Regions from separate parts of the Mus musculus genome. Here region 2 is linked to region 1. The links are chromatin contacts, called in public ChIA-PET maps. All regions are on one chromosome and are shown on one strand. Each heading gives the region's core, a stretch centred on a gene start, on an enhancer-like site or on the middle of the called end of the contact. The rest is flanking DNA. Distances are from core to core; before and after follow the strand shown. Region 1 has its middle 31 kb from the start of Gm30235. Region 2 overlaps Gm30235 (a long non-coding RNA gene).

Evidence for each region. ChIA-PET counts read pairs in DNA pulled down with a chosen protein or histone mark.
Region 2: an RNA polymerase II ChIA-PET map of effector CD8 T cells shows a contact between it and region 1, with 50 read pairs. The contact joins two enhancer-like sites. A contact is called at or near these places in 5 of 484 Hi-C or Micro-C datasets (CD8 T cells, nephron progenitors, regulatory T cells and 1 more) and 2 of 115 datasets of contacts at active chromatin or transcription factors (CD8 T cells and effector CD8 T cells).

Annotation. Positions count from the first base shown.
Region 1 is chr3:52,615,502-52,622,213 of GRCm38.p6, forward strand. No RefSeq gene overlaps it. Among named protein-coding and RNA genes, the nearest start is that of Gm30235, 31 kb to the right of the region's middle. Within about 2 kb of position 3,495, at least 38 of the 459 cell types and tissues checked have an H3K27ac peak or open chromatin away from gene starts, as enhancers often do. A contact at or near this core is called in CD8 T cells and effector CD8 T cells, where this site is marked.
Region 2 is chr3:52,699,177-52,706,894 of GRCm38.p6, forward strand. The region is part of intron 3 of Gm30235 (a long non-coding RNA gene); the gene reads left to right. Among named protein-coding and RNA genes, the nearest start is that of Gm22798, 20 kb to the right of the region's middle. Within about 2 kb of position 4,450, at least 14 of the 459 cell types and tissues checked have an H3K27ac peak or open chromatin away from gene starts, as enhancers often do. A contact at or near this core is called in CD8 T cells and effector CD8 T cells, where this site is marked.

The DNA of each region.
Region 1 (6,712 bases), core at 2,245-4,744:
TCAGGGAACTGCCACGGTTTGGTAGGCCAGGAACTGGTAGGGACTAAGATGTGTTGGATATGAAGCACAGATTCTGTGGGTCAGAAGCTTATGGTAGAAGTGCCCTTCTGGGCTCTGTCCGGGCGACTTACGCCAGACCATTTGCTCCTAAGCCTATGAACATTATACTTTTAGTTCAAAATCAAAAGTCAGACTAATGTGTTTTAAATAATGGATAATTTCGTTGGGTAATGGGGTGTGGCAGGATTTTCCCTGTCCAATTAGTTTAAATATTAGTGCAGCAGAAGGGCCTGTGGTTGGACAGGGAAAAGGGAGGCAGAGCTAAGAGTTGCAGAGACAGGATGGAGGAGAGAGAGAGGAAGCAAGGTGGACGACGGATAGGATGGTTCAGAACCAGTGTGGCTTTGAATAGTCACAGGTAGATATGTTATTATATATAGGGATAAAATAATTGGGGTAAGTTGTCTAATCTAGGTGGGCAGCTTGTATCATTATCAATTGGCACAGAAATTATTGTGTGGGCATCTTGTGAATTGAGAATTTAGTGATATATAAATCTGACTGGTTAATTATAAGCTTCAAGAGTTTTGTTTCCACCAGGTTGCTAGGTATTGAGGGTGGCTGACTGCGGGGTGGACGGTCGTGCTGGCATGGCAGTGAACTGCCAAGGGAACTCCAGAGCTCTGGCACAGAGAGACTGCTGAGTTGAGATCACCTGGCTGGAGCCGTGTGGCCCGATGGTGCCCCGTGTACTGTGAGAAGCATGGGAACTTGCCGGTCATTTTTAATATTTCCCGCAACAATGAGGTGTCTAGGAAGGAGGCATTTAAAGAAGTGAGAACATACCCTCATGGTGAAGAGGGATCCAGGAGATCCCTAAGAATGGTAAACAAGCCATGGATGTGAAAATGTCTTAAAGCATACTCAAGGGGTCTAACGAGGAACAATGGAATAAAAGAAGTGTGAATCCACTCTGATCAGATACACAAGTAAAAACTGTTCAGGCTGGGGCTGTGGAAGGGGAAGAAAATGCCCTTAAAGAGAACCTGTAAACCACGTGACCTCGGATTTTGGTACAATGCAGTGGGATGTATGATAGCTTCGATATCGTGAAGAGTGTTGGAAGGTGCTGGGGAAGATTTTGAGTCAGGAATAGGGAAACTGCCCCCACTCCCATTTGCCTGTATGAGTTGAAAGAGGGGGGTGGGAGTGTGGAGAGTTTAGGCAACAGCAAAACAAGGCATACTGCGTCACTCAACACCGGGGACCAGGAGTGGAGGTATGCAAGTGGCCTCTAGAAGCTGGAAAGTCTGAAAAATGGAGAGTCACCAGGAGCCTCCAGACAGAGCCAAGCCTTACCAATGTCACATTTGGATTTTTCAATCGAGGGACCCAGTTGTGGATTTCTGAATCGCTGAATGCAGCATAATAGCATTGGTTTTGAGACCAATTTTACTATGTCACCCTGACTTGCCCAGAACTTGTTGTGTAGATTAGGCTATCCTCAAACCCATAGAGACTGGCTTGCTTCTGCCCCTCAAGTACTTGGATTAAAGGTGTGCACCATCATATCTGGAAGATTTGTATTGTTTTAAGATAATAGGTTTGTGGTCATCTGTTGTGGTAACAGTAGGTACAGGTGAAGGACATGTGGGTTTTCGTGGGTTTGTGTCTTGTGATGGAGCCCAATGCTGAATTGCTGTTCTCTTGAATTACAACTTAAAGAACAAAAGAAGAAATGAATTATAGACTATGGGACAATTGTCCCATCCTAGGGGACTTAGGGGGATAATACTTCTTTGCTGCCATAACGTGTTCCCATCTTTTATATGCTTCTTTTGATTTGGACACAGACACCCACAGAACACTCAAACACGGTCTCCCTAAACACACATGTATATACAGCACATAAACAACTCTCTGTCTTCTTAAATTAAGCCTGGGTGAAGGAAACAAAATGCTTTCCATTTGGGGCCCATGGGGGTCTGGTGGGATGGCCTGTAGGTTGCTAATGTTACAGCTCAGACTGTGAAATGTTCTGAATCAGATGACCTTAGACTCTTGGTTCAGCCTAATTAAGCCTTTTCTGCCTGTACGGAATGTTCTGGTTTGCAGCAGTGGTTGTGTAACTGTTTAAACTGTACACCTTTGCTCCAGGGAGCCGCCTCGTTCGATGCTTTCCACTCTTCAGCTGTTTTTTTTTTTTTTTTTCTGTGAAGCATGCAGTAGGATAGCTGTACCCTTTTCCATGAATAAGAATATCACACACTCAGTTTTGTTATGAAATTTCTGGGTTTGTGACTATCAAAGGGATGAATTTTGAAGGCAGGCAGTGGGTAGAAATGGCCAGTGTTACTTACCGCTCAGAAAAGCAGAAGGTCTTTTCTCTCCTGCTGTGAGTGCTACCCAGTGAGCTTGCAACAGGAGCCTTAAAGAATGGAAACTGGAAGGGGTCAGTGGGAAGGTCACTGGAAGCTAACGGGTGAAATCTGGACTACGGAATCTTATCCTCGGAGCCAGTGTGAGAAAGCACTGGTTATACTTTATGTTATTTTATTAGGTGATCCTTTGTCATGAACTGGGCAAAACAGTGAGCCCACACAGCTTGGCTGGGATCCTCTGTAGGGCAGGAGAAACAAGAACACCCCATTGCTTCAGCACTGGCTTAGACTAATGTTTTGTTTGTTTGTTTTTTAATAACCTCCCGGCTTTAGAATAATATCATAACTTCTCTCGTCTCAGACTGTTTAACCTACAGTTTGCCGAAGGTGATAGGGTCTCAAAACGAGAATAAGGTTTTCATCTGGGGCAAGTCTGTGACTTGAGTTTTCACCTGTAAAGTGAAGATAAGAGTGCAATGCTCAAAACATTGTTTTGGAGGGGTGGGGGTGGGGCTTAGCAAATGGTGCACACAAAGTACACAGGATATTGCTAACCCGAGAGTGCTTCCTCTATGAAAAGCTACTCTTGTTATTGGCATACTCATGAAGTATGGCTCTATGTCAGAAATAAGGCTAAATGCTTTGGGACAAAGATGATCAGACAAAGTCCTGCCTGGTGCACTGTTGCCATTTCTCAGGGCGAAAGATGCAGCAATAACTAAGAATAAAGTTAAGAATCTCTGGGGCTATGATTCCTTGATGGAGCAGTTGTCTATCAAGTACAAAGCTCAATTTCCAATTCTTTTACCACAAAAGAAACTGAAACTAAAGCCCTGGATGCTGCACAGACTAGAAACAGGGTAGAGCACGCTGCCCACTGGACCCGGGAAGCTTTGGCTCATGAAGGACTTCTCTATCTTTCAACTTCAGAGTGAAGAGGTGAAGGGTACATAGGTGTTCAGGAGCCAGGTAGATGGGAAGGATATTTCAGACATAACTGTATCCCTTCTTTCTTGCTTGGTTCAACATCTCACAGAGGGGACAGGATACAAAGCCTGACACACAGACGTGGAGTATCTGATAGCCGTAAGCAGACTGTTTACACACCTTAGCTGTGACCTCACTATGGTTCATGGAAAGTAGACAAATAGAGGTTTGGCCCTGCTTAACAGAGAAGAGAGCAGTTATCAAAAATACCTCAGCTGGGTGGTGGTGGCATAGGCCTTTAATCCCAGCTCTCCAGAGGCAGAGGCAGGCAGATTTCAAAGGTCAAGGCCAGTCTGGTCTACAGAACCAGGACAGCCAGGGCTACACAGAGAAAACCTGTCTTCAAAAAACCAACCAACCAAACCACCAACCAAAATAACCCAAAACAAACAAACAAACAAACAAAACCAAGACCCCAAATAATCCCCCCATATAACCCCTCAATGTCCACAAGCACAGTATGCTTATCAGGAACACGGGGAGACCCAGCAGCCCAGCCTCTCCTGGTCTTCATACTTCCGCTAGCCCCTGCTTTTGCTTGCAGCAATGCTAGAACAGGAGAAAAAGAGAGCCCCGAGACAAAGGGTTCTGCTGCAGATGTGAGAGGAACGAGCTCCATCGCTTGCTCAGCTGTAGTTCTTCCATGCCTCTGACCATCCCTGTCCTCCCTCTGGTGAAAACTACTGATGTTAGTTGTCTGTAGGGAGCATGTGAAACATCAGTTATGGTGAAACTCTATCTCTCTATACTGTCTTCTTGGTGGGCAGCACTTAAGTCCATTTTGTACTTAGTAGGTATTCAATAAATAGTAGTTGACATAAGAAGTGGTGTCTTATAGGAAGAGAGGTTTGTTTTAGGATTTATTTGGGTTGTAAGTTACATGAAGGGAAAGCCCAGTCTTGACCTGCTCATTAGGGTATTCTTGGAGCTAACACAGGTAGCAGTCAGGAGGATCTATCTATCTATCTATCTATCTATCTATCTATCTATTTACCTACCCACCCACCCATCATCTATCTATCTATCTATCTATCTATCTATCTATCTATCCATCCACCCACCTATCCATCACCTGTCTGTCAGTCTGTCTGTCTGTCTCTGTCTGTCTGTCCGTCTGTCCGTCCACCCACCCACCTATCCATCCATCCATCATCTATCTATCTATCTATCTATCTATCTATCTATCCATCCATCCATTCATCCACCCACCCACCTATCCATCTATCCATCATCTATCTATCTATCTATCTATCTATCTATCTATCTATCTATCTATGGAGGTGCTAAATATACACATTTAACACCTTTGGTCTCAGTCTCCACCTCCTTTCTTCTATGCCTGAGTAGCTGGTGGTGAATATGATTGTGCTTACTGTGCATACTAAACACAAATGGACATGGTGAGTGGGTGGATAGATAGATTGACGCTTGAATAAACAAGTTCCTGGATGAGTGAATGAGTAGAGATGGCTGGACAGACAGACAGAGAGTTGGGTGGGTAGTTGGGTAGATGAATGGGGGCATATGGGCTGGTGAACGAATGATGGGTGAATGAATTGGATAATTACTGATGAGCCGCTTTTCTAGGGATGTTTTCAGCTGTCATAATATTCCCACAGCTGACTTTATCTGTGAGTATGTGTGTCATCCTGTAAAGCTAAACACACAGCTGCAGGTGTGTCTTCTTATTTTCTGATGCAACGAGGAAACGCTTATGAGGAGAGGGGGCTAGGTGAGGGATATAGCCTTCCAGGTGTATAATGAGATTCCTTGAAACCACCCCGTTTACGTGATCATGTTTAATCCTCTCAGCAATTTTATGAAACAAGTGTTCTTATTACCACCAAATTGCAAGCACTTAATGAAGTGGAATAGCTTGCTCGGGAAATTGTAGAGCGAGGGCTCGAACCTGGCTAGGTTGTACTCACTTAGAAGCCTGGGCCCTTTCCTAATATACAGAGCGGAGAAATCTTAGTGTCTAGTTGACCAAGAGGCCTCAGAAATATGAGTGGTTTTGTTTGAACCCAGTGAAGCCGCTAATTTCTTGCCTTGGCAAGTCACTTAATTTGCCTTCTCGGTTTACTCTGTATTTTAATGGAGGTAATAGAGTCTTCTTAGCAGGAGTGCTGTGAAAAATCAATGCCTATAATAGAAAGCTTTGAGATAAAGAGCTGGAGGGATGGGTGGAGCACAGCACTGAGCAGACACGAGGAACTCCATCTTGTTCTGTCTGAGTGAACTCGTTCGTAAAGCGCCGTGTCTGTACAAGACTCACTCGTCATCATGAGAGACCCATCACTGGCCAAAGCCCTGAGGATAAGTGACTGGAGTGCTCAGCCCTCAATAGGACATCTGTACTCTTTCTTCCATAGCCCAGGGATTATCACAGATGAGGTGGCAGAAAGAAAGAGCTGAAGGCTGGGACCAGTGCTGTGAAGTGCTGTCCTCTGGGCGTGGCTCAGTTGCTGTGGTCTGGACCTCAATTACCTGTGGCTATCTGCATAAGATGTGCACAACATCGAGCCCATCAGCAATGGGGGTGGGGTTCACGAGGCCTCCCTTCCCCCCATGAGGAACTATTGGTAGCTAATGGAGTAATTTTCTTCAGCATTGTACCCTACGTTAAGTTGCCCATATTCCATTAAATAACCCTCCATCACCCAAGGCCATAGGATGAACCCTGAGCTCAGTGGGTTTCTGTCTCTCACATACAAAAGACACGAGAGGCTGGAGGGATGATTCAGTGGTTAGTAGCACATACTTCTCTAGGAGAAGACCCAAGATCAGTTCCCAGACCTATGTGTGGTGGTTCAAAACCACCCCAAACTCCAGCTCTAGGGTTCTGACACCTCTGACCCCTGAGGGTATCCTCAGTCTGTCTTATACAAGCACTTAAAAAAATTTTAAAAACAAATCTTTAATGACACACAAAAAAAAAAAATAGGAGGAAAATTTGTGAAGAAGAGTTCAGCAGGAATAGGAGGGGGGCTAAGAAAGGATAATGGGATGGTAGTGAATGTGACCAAAATATGTTATACACATGTGTGAAGTTGCTAAAGAATAAATACACGTTATTTTACAAATTAAATCAACTTCCAGCGATGAGTTCTCGAGAGGAAGTGGAACTTGGTAAACAATTTCTAGATTGAATTTTCACATGCTTGTTTTAAACCGTGTTCTTAGCACTATATTATTGTAAGAGAAACCTACTGTTGTGAATAGCTAACGGTGGTATTTAAATTCTGCTGGGGAGCCAGAAAGGAAAGCACCTCATAGCTCTCACCTCGACTTTCAGTTGACACACTTGGCATGGTGCGATTGTCTGTAGTAAACTGCATGAAGCC
Region 2 (7,718 bases), core at 3,200-5,699, 85 kb after region 1:
ATGTGGATATCATGAAAACCTGGACAGCAGTACCATTTGATGATAACAAATTAATTCATAAAGAAAGCATGAGATGAATCTGAGGCACATAGAGCAGTGTTCACTTAAATTGCATCATGTGACTTCACTGCAGCATCAGTTCTGAACACATGACACACATGTTGTCCCACACATGCCACGATACCAGTGAACGCTGCCTGAAATAGCTCTGCTCAGATCTGAGATTATTGTACGCTATGAATTGCAATGCTTTTTCTACAAACACAAACTTTTCTGATCTTATAGAAATGTAATGGTTTAGTTAAAAAGAACAAGGACTTCCATAATTTCACACCTTCCTTCCTCAGCATTTAAGTATTGAATTAGTCTATCCTTTTGGGTTGTATTGTGTTTGAGTGCTTCATTTTCAAAATTATTGTTTGAGTTATTGTATTGTTCAGGGTTTTCTAGAGGAACAGAACTTATAGAATAAATATCTATCTATCTCACCTATCTATCATTTATCTATCTATCTAATGTATGGGATTTATTAGAGTGGCTTAGAGTCTGTGATCCAGCTAGTCCAACAATGGCTGTCTACCAACAGAAGGTCCAGAGTCCAGTAGCTATTCAGTCTGATAGGCTGGATATTTCAGCTGACAGCTGGTCTTCAGTATATGTTAGAATCTTGAGGAAGTAGGCTGTAATGCTTATAAAGGAATGGACTTGCTAGTGAGGATGAGAGCAAGCAGGCTAAGAAAGAGAGCTTCTTTCTTCAGTGACCTTTATATAGGCGGCCAACAGAATGTGTGGCTCAGATTAAAGATGGTCTTCCCACCTTGAAGATCTGGATAAGAAATGGGCCTTCCCAGTTAAAATGATTTTATTAAGGAAAAACAAAACAAAAAACCCTCATAAGTGTGCCCAACCTTTTGGGATTCAGTTAACACCAGATGTAGTCAAGTTGACAAGAATAACCATCACAGCTACTGATATGAATTTCATTTAAAAATGAATTAAATTAATTTTGGCCTGGTATTTAGATGGACTTTCCAATCATTTCTGAAGTGGCCTTAAGCATATGCCTTTCACTTTTCTACTATATATTTGTAGAAAGAGCATTCTCAGCAGTGACAATTATAAACTCAAAATAAGGATCAATTCAAATAACCCTAAAGTTGTTCTAAATCTTCCTGCAGTACTAAATCTTCCTGCAGTATCCAACAGTCAGACAAGGTTTCATTTCTTTTCTAAAGACTAAAAAAAAAAAAAAAAAAAATGATGTCCACTTTTGCATGCTTGAGGCTATGTGTGTGGGCCATACATACATACACATGCAGAAGCGATGTGGGTGTCAGATTCCCTGGAGGAATTGGAGTTATAGGTAGCTATGAGGTGCCCCATATGGGTGTGGGGAATAGAACCCGGGTCTTCTGCAAGAGCAACAGGTACTCTTAGCCTGTAATTCATCTTTCCACCTCAAGGCTTAATTCTTTAAGTAAAAATAAATAAGCCTGTTTGTTTCAGTAGTATGCAGATGTTCTTTTATCAATGGTAAAATTATATAGCTTGAGGATTGCTTGAAAATAATTTTATTCGTAGTAAATGTTTAATTTGTTTATCTATTTATATTCCTATGTACTAAAAATACATAAAAAAAGTTTTTAGGCAAAATGGGACTGTGTGTGGGGAAATTTCAACAAATTATTTTACTTTAATCCATCCTTATTGATGACACCTGGGTCTTTTTATCGCCTCCATTTTTGTGTGACTCCCTTTAAGTAAGCACAAGTCATGTTAAGGCGGGCTGGGACCTGTCACCGACAGAGGATGAATGGGCTATCAGGCTCTACACTTATAGAGATAATCTATGCACATGCCTATCACAAAACTAGGTGAGAAAATGTTAAAAGAAAAATCAAGTTTGTAGCAACATCACAATCGAAGCTGGGGACAACAGAGGTGAGACAATTCAGGCCATAAATAAAAGATTTTAGCACCAGTAAGGCAGGCTACCAGGGTCAGGTAGAGAAAAAAAACAAAGTTTGATTCTAAATCCTCACTCTCTCAATAAGACCTGGCTAGGTGTAGCTGAATGCACCCTGGGGATTTATGCAGTCTGAGGGCCTAAGGAGACTGCAGAAGGATGGAGCTAGACAGTCAAAAAGCACAGAGAAATAAGCCAGGCTGTGTATTTGGTCTATCAAATGGACCCAATACTTTTGGTTGCAATGACACATCTTGAGGCTATATGACTTGAACAACATGCATTCGCAAAGAGCATAGCTTGTTTAACTTTAATATCTCACCGAATGTTCTGGGGAATCTTAGTTAAATGTTGATTCTAATTCAGCAGACCTGAAGCAGAGGACTGTGTTTCTGCAGCCCATCTCTACCTGATTCTGGTCAGAGGAGTTCTGGTGTAGCAAGGACTTGGGGGATGGGGTGGGCTGGGGGACAATGTTACTGCATTCTTAAAATAATCAAGCACCTTGCAGAAACTTGTCCGGTTGTCTGGATCTTCCCCATTCTTTAGCTAATTTAAGGGAGCTTTTTATATTTGCTGAATGGTTTGATGCCCTTCAGAAAGGTAATTTTGCAAAGATGTAAAGGTCATGTGGTTTCATGTCGCCTCATCTTTTCCCACATCCTGTCCTATAGAAAGGACTGATATTCTAAGACTGAAATTAGGCTGGCATTGACCTAGCAAAGCAAGAAGCACACATACGTAGCCTGTTACCTGGGAACAGAGCAGCAATTCTTTCATAAATGAATGTCAATGAGGTATAATTTTCTGCTGTAGCAGAATTTCTACACCTGACAGTATTCCTAATATACTTTAATTAAGAGGTTAATCTGTTGTAGAAATTGCTTTTCTCTGAAGCCACCTGAAATCAATTTAAACTCAATTACAAGTGGTTAGCTATTGTTTATGTGGTTAAAGATTAGAGAATACATTTTTGCTTGTCAGGAGCCATCAGAGCAAATTTTGAATGTCACGATCAGAGGAGAGCCGAATAGTTGAGTGCTCTTTAATGGGCATGGAGAAACCATTAGAAACTGTAATCAGTCATATTTGATGACTTGACCTTGGGACTCAGCTAGAAAAGGGTCTAATCATGCCTGTCCCCTAAGTGCCACCAAGATTGCTCTGCTGAAATTAATTGATCATTACGTGCTTTCTGAGAGTCTAATATACCCTATTTGATGGAATATAAATTGCAAAAATAATCTGTAAATTATATAACAGGCTCCAGAATACATTTGCCCTCTGTCTCCTTAGCAGATATTAAATCTGACAGCTACTTTCAAAATGATCAAAATTGCTTAACTCTTGGAATGCTCGAGTTTTACAAAGAAGCGAAAACTACATTTTGGGGTATGTGCCCAGTATATAAATTGGAATTTTACACCATTTTCTTGAAGAGATGAAAAGAGATGGTATGGGAAGGTTCTCTAGTGGCTTTGAGTGTATCCTTTTATTCAATTGCTTCATAAGGTTCTCAGTTGCTATCAAAAATTTGGATGTTTGTCAGAGACGAGGAAGCTGGTTTGAAACCTGTCTGCTTCAGGGCTGAGTAGATGGGAGGATGTCATACCCCTCTAACAGGCCAGCCGCTTTGCTAGTATGCTAGCCTCTCGCCCGATCTAGTCACTCACAAAGTGCACTCTGCTGGTTATTGGCAAGTTCAAGGTTACCAGTCACCCTATCAGATGTCATAGCGATGACTATAACTACTGGATCTGTTTGCGTACACGCCTTTTGAATCCTTACATTATCATGTACACATTTCGCCACATTTGGCCAAAGTTGCTGAAAGTCTCTTTCTAGAACTCTTCTTTTCCTAGGGAGGGCAAGAAATTAAAAAAGAAGTTTCCTTTGGGGCTGACACTTATGTTGCAAATAAACCTTCCAGGATTTTTTCCACGAATGTTGAATGGGTAACAACTGAGAAGAACTAGACCATCTGTTCTTGCCTAATTGGCATCATAAGGGAAGACCACATTTCTGGAGCCTTGGAAGAAGAACGTGGGATGAAGTAGGCTCAGGATGGTGTTTTTCACGAGTCTGTTCCTTACATGCCAGAACAGAGGGTGGCTTTCCAGGAGAGACACTCTGGGTACTGGACCCTAGAAAGCTAAAATCTCGGGGGATGAATTAGGAATGACACTTATCTATAATGACTATAGTCATTATATTAGGGCTTTCACTTACACTACAAATCTAAATATTGGCTCTATCTCTCATCAGTTGTGAGCTTTTAAGTGGAGTTTTGCGTCTCTTATGATGGTTAATCTTTACTGTCAACTTTACTGGGTTTAAAGTCACCATGGAAACAGACTTCCAAATGTGTCACTAAGAACATTTCCAGATATGTTTAACTAAGGAAGGAAGACCCAACCTGAACATGGAGAGCACCAGTCCCCAGATTCAGAGTTAGTGAAAGATGGATCATGAGTGAAGTGTGACATGCCTCTGTCTTTGCTTCCGGAATATGCAGGCAGTGTGGTCTGACACCTTACGCTTCTGTGGTCATACCTTCTCTGAAAACCATGAACCCAAGGAAACACTACTTTCTTGGGTTGCTTTTGCCAAGTGTTTTATTCCAGCAATAAGAAAAGTAACAAATACGCTTCTCAAAACTCTCAGTTCTCCCAACTGTAAAATGGAGACAATAATGAGGATTACAAGGAGAAATGCACATAGCGTACACAGTAGAGTGCTAAACATGCGTACTTTCTTTGCTAGCTTCTTTTCGCTGTGACAAAAATACAACAGCCAGGGAACTCACGAACCAGGCAAGATGCATATGCTTATAGTCCCAGCTCAGAGGAGTGAAGTCAGCTTGAGCTACATATGGAGAACTTGTCACAAACCAAACGACCAACCAACAAACCAAATACAATGTAAGGAGGGGGGACTTCAGAAGTTTTTGGTGCCTCATAGCTACCAAAAGTGTGGCTTAATAGATTAGCTCACCTTGGGGCAGCCAAGAAGCAGAGAAACAGATAGGGAAGGGAGGGAGGAAAGGGAGGGAGATAGTTCTTCCTGGTGAACTTTTTCCCTTTGATTGCATCTGGGCCCTGTGCATAAGAGACGGGTACCATCAACATTCAGGGGTTAGTCTTTCTGGAAATGCCCTCATAGAGATACCCAGATATGTGATTTATTGGTCTTGTAGGTGCTTCTCAAACTCATCAAGGTCTCAATGAAGATAAGCCATGACACTAGCTAAGCTTTTATTCCAGTGATGCAACTTTGGTACCCGTCTTTTCTGAGTTGTACTTTGCACAAGCTGGGAAGGATATTTTTTTTTTCTGGCTTGCAAAAGGTTTTATATGAAGAGTCTTACAAAGATACTGAAATAAAACTGGATTTTGTTCTTCACAAGTATTCTAATGACTGAGTCTCTAGGAGTAGAATTGGGTAAAGTATAAAGAAGTATAAGAGTGGTTCAGGGTGTGGTCTGGCAGAGCCACAAACCAGCTCTGTAGGGTTGAGAGCAAGAATTCCTCCCTTCTGTGGCTCAATCCATGTGTACAATAACAGGGTCGACCAGATGCCTAACTAAGGTAGTTTAGGGCACTGAGAGTGCTGACCTTGTCTGTAAGACTAATTTACTGTTCCACCATCATGATGCAATAATCCATAGGCAGAGGGTGGTATGGGAAGGCATCCTGGGAAGTTGATTGATGCATGTCAGTGAATTCAGGTTAAACCTGCTGTTTACAATATATGATTGTGTACACATAACAATACTTGACAATACTTCACAAGGCAAAACTGGAAACCATATTTGCATTTCTTCTCTGTCCTGAATGATGCTGATACCCACAAAAGTCCCTGTGTGATCTACATACATGCTTTAGGAAATGTTGCTCAACTCCAGTGTGTCTCATCTCTTCAGGATTCCCACCTCCACAGAGTAAGTCACCTGAGACCCTTAAGCATGGTTGTCCTTTTGAAACACCCAATTCCTTGCCCCCTGGCTTGCTTCAGTCCTGTGAGTAGCTTTGAGTCACGTCTCCTTCTGTTAGATTTCTGCCCAGAGTCAACTTTCATGAGACATTACACTGTGACCACTAAATCTCAGGAAGGACTTGCTCTTTGAACTATAAACAAGTTGTAAGTGATGAGACAAAAGACCGAGTACCCCTTTTGCTAAAGTCTAAGAAGAAAGCATTCCAGGACAAAACTGCAAGGTGAAGGGATAGATTACAGGGTAGGGTAGGACTGAGCAATGGACTGGTAGCTATTAGGATGTGCCCTGGACTAGTAGCACTAAATATAAGTTGGAACAGGGGAAGCTGAGGTTACCCTGTCTGATGAACTATGATTCTTTCCTATGCTAGATCTATACATTCTCCTGGGGTGGAGGCGATGTGGAAGGTGGGGTGGGCCTTCCTGCTATCTGCCCTCTGCTATTTGCAGGAAGAAAGAAAATTGCCAGGGCACCACAGAATAGTGGTGTGGATACTTGCAGACATTGGTAGCAACTTCTCTGCAACTAATCTTGGGACAGGAGAATGTGTAAGTGGTCTTACTGCCCATTGGGCTGATTTCTCTCAGGACACAAGTTGCCATATAGTCTGGATCTCCACAATTCCAATGTCTAGTGTTCTTCCAGAAGAGTTGTGCCTTTCACATCGCTAGCACTCGTTTACATGTGACTGCATAAGCTGCTGTGGTTTGCTTGCTAAGGAGGCTGCTGCAGGTGAATCCTATATTGAAAGTAACCCTAAATAAACTGCATGTTGGAGAAGTCTGTTAGAACCACAGCTCGCTGATAGATTTAGTAGGACCGTAGCTTGGGAAGATGAAGTCAGCCCACAATGCTGACTTCATTGTGTCTTGCTGGTCAGTGAATGACCTTGGAAACAGTCAAAGGCTCTATGTAGTAACTTCCATACAAAGTTCAGCATCACCTTCCATTGAATCACTCACTTCAGGACCTGGCTACTGAGTCAGAAACAAAAATAGATACGTGCAAAGAACACGTGCAGACAAAGGCAATTCTGACTGAGGAAATAATCTCCATTGATTTAGTCACACAATGAAAGTTTTTACTCCTGTGGAAAGTACTGTAACAGCCAAAAGCTTTTTGCTTTATCCTCTAAAAGCTCTCTTTAACTCCGTTTCCCTGGAAATAGCAAGCACATTCTGTCACATTATATTCTCCCTGTCAGTTGAATTTCTGGCATGGAATTTTGGGGTTGAATTGTTTTGTCCAATTTTTTTTTCTTTAAATAGTCCATTTGTTCTTTCTCTTCATAATTTCTTCATTAAATACATCAGCCAAATCCAACTGAAGGTATAAAATACGAATTACATCACATGCAGTCAGAGTAAGAGGTGTGGATTTTTCAGTAAAGTCAGAATACTTTACAAAAAGCAGCTAAAACCAAGGCTTTTTCTCCATCTTATGCAACTATCGTCTGTGCTTTCTTCTAAATGTTTATTTGCTTGTTATAAAAGTTAATGCCATATTTTTTTGGTTTGTTTTGTTGTTTAATCTCCTAACTTGCTACATGGGCTTCCTTTTGTAATGGTTGGAATACAATCTGTCCAATAAATGTACCATGGTGGCGGACTGAGAAACTGCTTTCAACACCCACAGCCTGCCCACACACATCCTCTGCATGGGATTTTGCAGCTGCTCTCATGAGGGTGTGAAGATGATTTTCCAGCACCTAGAAGATGGCTGCCATTGTTTTTGGCCAACAGGATATAACAGACA